Regions from separate parts of the Sus scrofa genome. Here region 1 is linked to region 2. A link is a contact called in public promoter capture Hi-C data. All regions are on one chromosome and are shown on one strand. The core of a region is the stretch at or near the end of the contact, and the rest is flanking DNA. Distances in the headings are between cores, read along the strand shown. Region 1 holds the start of ATP8A1 (phospholipid-transporting ATPase IA). Region 2 holds the start of TMEM33 (transmembrane protein 33).

What was found. Promoter capture Hi-C pulls out the DNA fragments that hold promoters and counts their contacts.
Region 1: a promoter capture Hi-C map of fetal liver shows a contact between it and region 2, with 2.3 times the contacts expected there. The contact joins the promoter of ATP8A1 here to the promoter of TMEM33 in region 2. A contact is called at or near these places in 1 of 5 promoter capture datasets (fetal liver) and 1 of 47 Hi-C or Micro-C datasets (liver).

The regions. Positions count from the first base shown.
Region 1 is chr8:33,636,041-33,639,202 of Sscrofa11.1, forward strand. It overlaps ATP8A1 (phospholipid-transporting ATPase IA), which reads right to left and starts at 1,259. Exons shown (of 39, transcript XM_021101159.1): 1 at 902-1,259. The coding sequence starts at 950. It also overlaps LOC100515559.
Region 2 is chr8:33,011,190-33,014,278 of Sscrofa11.1, forward strand. TMEM33 (transmembrane protein 33) reads left to right here and starts at 1,380. Exons shown (of 8, transcript NM_001244343.1): 1 at 1,380-1,411; 2 at 1,652-1,720. The coding sequence starts at 1,679.

The DNA of each region.
Region 1 (3,162 bases), core at 9-2,508, 620 kb after region 2:
AAGAAAATATTTACCCAGTGACTGTCATGTGCCAGGCAGAATGCTGAGGGCTCCTCAGAGAGGATGAAGAAAGTCTCAGTCCTTCAAAAGCTTACTTGCCTTTACCCTCGGGCATCTGTTGCTCGCTGCTGACAAGTGCAGCCATTCAACAGCTGGCCCTGGGTGGAGCAAAGAAAACAGCTTCCACCTACTAAAAAGTCAGCTCAGCTGGCCAAAGTGCAGGTATCAAGCGAAGGGAAAACCAAAACCTCAGACACCTGAGGGGAACTGGGTAAGACTCCGTTGCTGCAGGAGGCAGAACTGCAGAATGTGATGCACGGTTCTCGCTGAGCACCCAACCCCAAATAAGGCTCCTCCCGCTTAGAGAGGCGAGGGGCTGTGGATCAAAAGATCCTGCCGCCTGGGAAAGGCAAATTTGCTTTCCCGGGAACCGTGATGTGGGGGCTGCAAAAAGGTGGGCGGCCGGCTGGGGATCTGTTCCCTGGAATGGAGAAGCAGAGTGGAGACGGAGAGATTCGTGCGCTAGTGAGAAGGGAGGTGGGCTGGGCGAGAGCGCTGGGTGACAGAGACGGAAGAGTCACGCTGCGGTGTAAAGCGAGCCCTGGGGATCCCGCCGAAGACACCAATTTCGGGGCTCTGCAGCAGGGAAGGTGTCTGCGAGGGCACTGGAGGCGGCGCAGGGAGAAGGGTTCACCAGGGACCAGGCACAACAGCCAGACTTTCCTGGGGTAAAGAGCTGGGACGGGGCATCTCTTCCCCGACACACACACACTTACACACACACACAGACACACACACAGACACACAGACACACACACACACACACCCGCCCGACCTCAGGCTGGCCCCGAGCCGCTCCCGTGCGCTCTGCAAGCAGCCCGGCACTGCGGCGGCCACTCACCCTCTGCGCGGGAGCGGATCTCCGACACAGTCCTCCGCATGGTGGGCATCGCGGCGATCGCCGCAGGTGGGTCTTCAGACCGGACTCTGCACCTGTCACGGCGCCCCGCGGGAGGGGGACCTGGCTGAGCCGCTCCGAGCACTCAAAAGCCGCGCGGGCCCAGCCGCCCGCCCAGGGCAGCGCCGCTGCGGGGCGCGGCCCTCGCAAATCTGCAGGGGAAGATAAAGGCAACGAAGGCGGCGGCGTCCGCAGAGCAGAGCGAGCTCTGCCTGCACCCGCGGAGGGGGAGGCTCAGCGAGAGGCGGAGCTCCAGCGCCAGCGCCGGGGGAGGGATCTTCGGGGGAGGGATCCTCGGGGCGCGCGCTCACTCGCTCCAGCGGCAGCGCGACCTGGAAGGCGGGACGGGGCGGGGAGAGACCCTGGAGAGGCCCTCCGCTCCGCCCCTCCTTGGGTCGTACCACTGCTGTGGTTGGGATGGGGACGCTGCGGGTCTCCTCCACCCCAGGCGCCCTCGCTCCACCCCGCGGGTTCGGTTCTCCGGGTCCTTTCTCAACACCTTTCTGATTCTTGCAAGTCTTGGCCAGGGAGGAAGGGGTGCTCCAGCTCCCGCATTCTCGCAATCCCCTCCCCCTACCTTCAAGTAACAATGGAGTGGCCCTTGGTCTGGAAAGTGGGGCTGGGTGTGAGAGGGCAGGAGAGGGGCGAAAGGGGCTGGGCAGCCAAGGGTTAAGTTCCTGCCCGAGCAGTGGAAGAGGGACCGCGTGTGCGCCGCCTTCGTGAAATTCTAGCCTTTCCGCACCTCCAGCAGCCCTTGCAGCCTGAGTCGCACTTGTTTCCTCGCCTGGTATGCGCGCAACAGGCGTTGAAGCCCGGGTCTCTCGGCGCTGGTGCTCCTCCTGCCCGCGGTGCCCCTGCGCGTCTAGGGCCGGCCTCCAAGTGGCCTCCTGCGTCTCGCTAGTGCGTGGTCTGCAGTCTGACAACGCTCTGGACGAGCATTAAAATCAACTATTAGGCCAGGTGGTTCAAATAAGACTTTTGTGGTTTGTGTTTTTGCTTTTAGTCAAACATTGCAGGAAGTTGGGAGCAGTAGTTTTACCTGAAAAGAGAAGAGGTCCTACTATAAAATCCCATAAACATTTTAATTTACCCCATATCCTAGAGATATTTGTAACCTCTTTACCTTTTATTTTGTATACAGAGATCTAGCATGTTATCAAAACAAGCACAGTGTTTTTTACTTACTGCTAATTTCATCTTTAAGTTAGAATATAAGGTTTTATATAGGTTCTGGTTAGCAGTGGAAACGGCAGGAAAGGAGTAAGTTGAGTTGAAGCAATTTGCTTCTCTCATCTTGTGCTTTTCCTCCAGCACCCAGTGGAAAAGGTCTTTAATGTGAACTGCCTTCAGGTCCTGAAGGGAGAGATTGGGAAAAGTTTGAATAGAGAGATAAGCGATTATCCCCAAGCCTCAAGAAAAGAAAAACAAAATAAAATAAAACCTGCTAATAGCATCTTATCTCCATTTCTGGTATGTCCTCTGCCTTCTGCAGGTAACATTTGCTAATCAGAGCCCTGCCCTACGTTAATACTGAGTCAGGCCGTCAATGCATATTTATGAAGAACCCACTCTACTTGGCCCTGATTCAGAGGCCAGGATTAGAACAAAGAAAATGTGTTTCTTGTGTTCATGAAACATTGCAGAGTAAATCAGGATTCAAGATACATGTGTTTATTTCAGTGATGATCTTGATTTATGAGTATGGTTATCTAAGAAATGAGCACACAGACTTTTTAGGATAATCATCACTGGCCCTTTTTATTCCTTCCAGGTCCAGCATCTCCTTGTATAAAGCAGACTCCCTCTGGCTTGATGAACATGAGTCTGAAAAAAATTAAAAGGGTAAGTACAAGGATAAGAAAAAAGAAAAGAAATCAGTGTTGAAAGTTAGTGAACAGAAACCAGAGAAAATGCAGTGCTTTTACAGTTAATTTTATTTAGGTGTAATTTTATTTAAAGCTAGAACCAGTTTTTATTCAAAATCAGTGCACAGTAGCATGACAGAATTTGATTTATGAGCAGTCACCTTTGTAATTTCTATGGGCCCTCAAATGAAGTTCAGTTCTGCTTATTGACAAATAACAACTGAATGGAGTTTCTGAGATTACCTGTGTTTTCTGTAGAGCAATCTGTTTTATGTATGTCTGTGTATATGTGTGTTTCCCATCAATAGCCCATCAGCAAAGTGACAACATATGTCATTC
Region 2 (3,089 bases), core at 130-2,629:
AACTTTTGAATATGTCACATCCTGAAACTTTGCCTCTAAGTCATATACCCCTCAAAAAAAATTAACAATAACTACATATCCTCTAATATCATCCCATAATCAAATGTCTATAATTATCCCCAAATTTCTTTTATTGCTATTTCCCAACCTAGAATCTAGACAATCAAACCATGTACTTGGCTGCTATGACTTTGTACATGCTTTTAATTTGAAATAATTCTCCCACACTTTAAAATGATACTTCTTGAAGGGTCCAGGCCAATTATTTTGTAGAAGATACTGCATTTTGATTTTTGTCTCATGATGTTGTTTGACGTGGTACTCTGTCTCCTCACATTTTTATAAATGGTAAATTAGGTCTAGATGGGCTGGATTAGATTTAGAGTAAATATTCTGTCAACAATTTCTTTAGAGAGGGCGTTCCCATTGTGGCTCAGCAGTAATAAGCCCAACTAGTATCCATGAGGAGTCGGCTTGGATCCCTGGCCTTGCTCGGTGGATTAAGAATCCCTCGTTGCTGTGACATGTGGTGTTGGTCACAGACCTGGCTAGGATCCAGCTGTGGTGGAGACCAGTGCTTCGGCTCCAATTCAACTCCTAGCCTGGGAACTTCCATATGTGACAGGTGTGGCCCTAAAAAGAAAAAGAAAAAAAAATTCTTTAGAGAATGTTTAGCCTCTCTAGCTCAAATCTTGCGTGTGCATGTACACACACACACACACACACACACACACACAGGCACCTTCATTGTGGCCCTTTTGTTTCCAGCACTTTCTGCTGCTGTCTGGAATCTCCTCCCCAACCTAGCCAACTTTTCTTTGTCCTTCAAAACTTAGGGCCAGAATTCGATTTTCCAGGAACCCTTCCGGGACCTGTCAGATTCAGGTCTTCTCTATGTGCTCCCTGTGATTAACTCGGGCTCTGTGCATATTACACAAGTACTGTGCTGTAATTTCAGTTTACGTATCTCTGCGGCAGTCTCATAATCATCTTTTTATCTTCCCTGCCAAGTATGGAGCCTGTCACATAGTAGGTCTCAAGAATTGCTCATTGAAAGAATCAACCTTAGAAGCAGACCACAGGGCCTCGCGAGCCCCTGGAAGAAAACAGCAAATTAAACACCTATAAGGCATCTATATTAGGAAGCAGAGAGACTATGTGGTTTGGCCATGGGCAGGAAGAACAACCTGTGAGCTGACGATGAGAGAAAAGTTGTGTCGCCAACCTTGCTTCTTAGCTTACAGAGCCAATCAATGGGCGTGCACGATGAGGGAAGCCGAGCCGAAACCAGAAAAACTACACTTCCCGTCATGCCTCAGGGCACCCCTTCGGGTTTCCTCTCTGCGTCACCGCATCTTCCCCACGGAAGTAAAGGGAGCACTTCCGGGTTCGGCAATTAACTTGGAGCCGGGTGCGTTGGATCGGTCTTGTAGGGCCTTGTTCCGAAGCTCCGCCTTCGATTCGTTCTTTCTAGAAACCCAGCTTTTGAGCTTGGCTGTGCGGGACAGGTATTTCCCGGACACTGCGGGAGCCCTGCGGGACTGTCCGCTGCACCGAAGCGGCGAGCTTTGGCACGGGGCAGGGAAGCCGGCTCCCAGAGTCGTAGCCCAGGCGCTGACCTTCCTTCTTTCTTTACTCTTGCCGATTGCAGCGTCCCAGGCGCGCGTGTGAGCCCCGCATGGCGGATACAGCTCCGAATGGCCCCCAAGGGGGCGCGGTGGTAAGTGAGCAGGCAGGGTCGTCTGGTTTGACTTGCTAGCGTCAGAAAGGAGCAGGAAATGTTGCAAGTCGGGTTCGCGGCGTTCCAGAGGCTCATTGCTTTCAGGTTGGGATTAGAGCTTGGGGTGAGGGTGGTGAGAGGCTGATTGAGAGCGAAGATGTTAGAGGGAGCTATAAGTTTCTTTCGGAAGCGACAACAGGCCGGCCTTGAACAGTGGCCCACACCTGTATGCGCACCTGTACGCCGTGGAAATTCGGCCTTCTTGTCCCTTCCCACCCCTCGGTCTCTGTCCTAGGTCCCAAGGTTGAAGATGCCGCCTGAGGTATCAAGATAAACGCTTCATTCTGTACACCTGTGCTGGCAGAGAACCGTTCTGCCTGTTTTATGCCTTTAGATAGAAATTACATAAAGGGGGGAGAGCGATCTTCCCCCCCATTTGTCATTTTACGAAGAAAAATATCGTTACGCTTTGTAAATGTTATTTTTAAAATGCAGATCTGCTGCTTACTACGTGTTTGTACCGGAAGCATAATTGCCCTCTAATGTTAAACACTGTACGTGAATTGAGCGAGTCACTTTTTTCTTTTTAAACATTTCTAACCTCTTTTTATATGCACACTTTTTCTTTTTTTCTTTACTTTGCCGAACCATTTGCTGAACCATGTATATACATCATGATGATTAACCCATGAGACTTAAATATTCTACGTGATCACAATGCAGTTATCGCAGCATTTTTTGCAGTTAATTTTGGGAAATTCCTAACATTGATACATGTTATTACCTAATATACAATTCATATTCGAACTTTCAAAGTTGTCCTTTAAAGCTGCTTCCTCCTTATCGACACTGGATGGAAAAAGTGCATTATTACATTTACTGGCCTTTGGTCCCTTTTAGTCTGGAACAGTTCCCTTGCCCTCCTGCCATTTTTTGTCTTTTAAGAGTCCAGACCTGTTGTTTTGAAGAATGTTCCTCAAATTGGAGTTGTCTGATTCCCCCCCTCCCCCAACCACCATGACTAGATTCAGGTTAAGTATTTTGGTAATAATATTACATAAGTGATATTCCATTCTTAGTGAACTGTGTATATATATTATATATTTATCAGGAAGCATTTTATGTTGATGTTCATTGGAGATGTTAAGTTTGATCATTTGGTTAAGGTGGTGTCCACTAGACTTTCTATTGTAAAGGTAACTTTTTTCCTTTTGTAAATAAAAGATATTCTGTGGTAAGACAGAGATTGTGTGAATAATTTTTCACCTTAATCGATTTTTTCACCCAAAGGTCCTTTGATATTTTTTGCTTGAATTATTTATAACATGGTCATTCAGTTCACTCTTAAAATATAAACCAGTATCCTTTT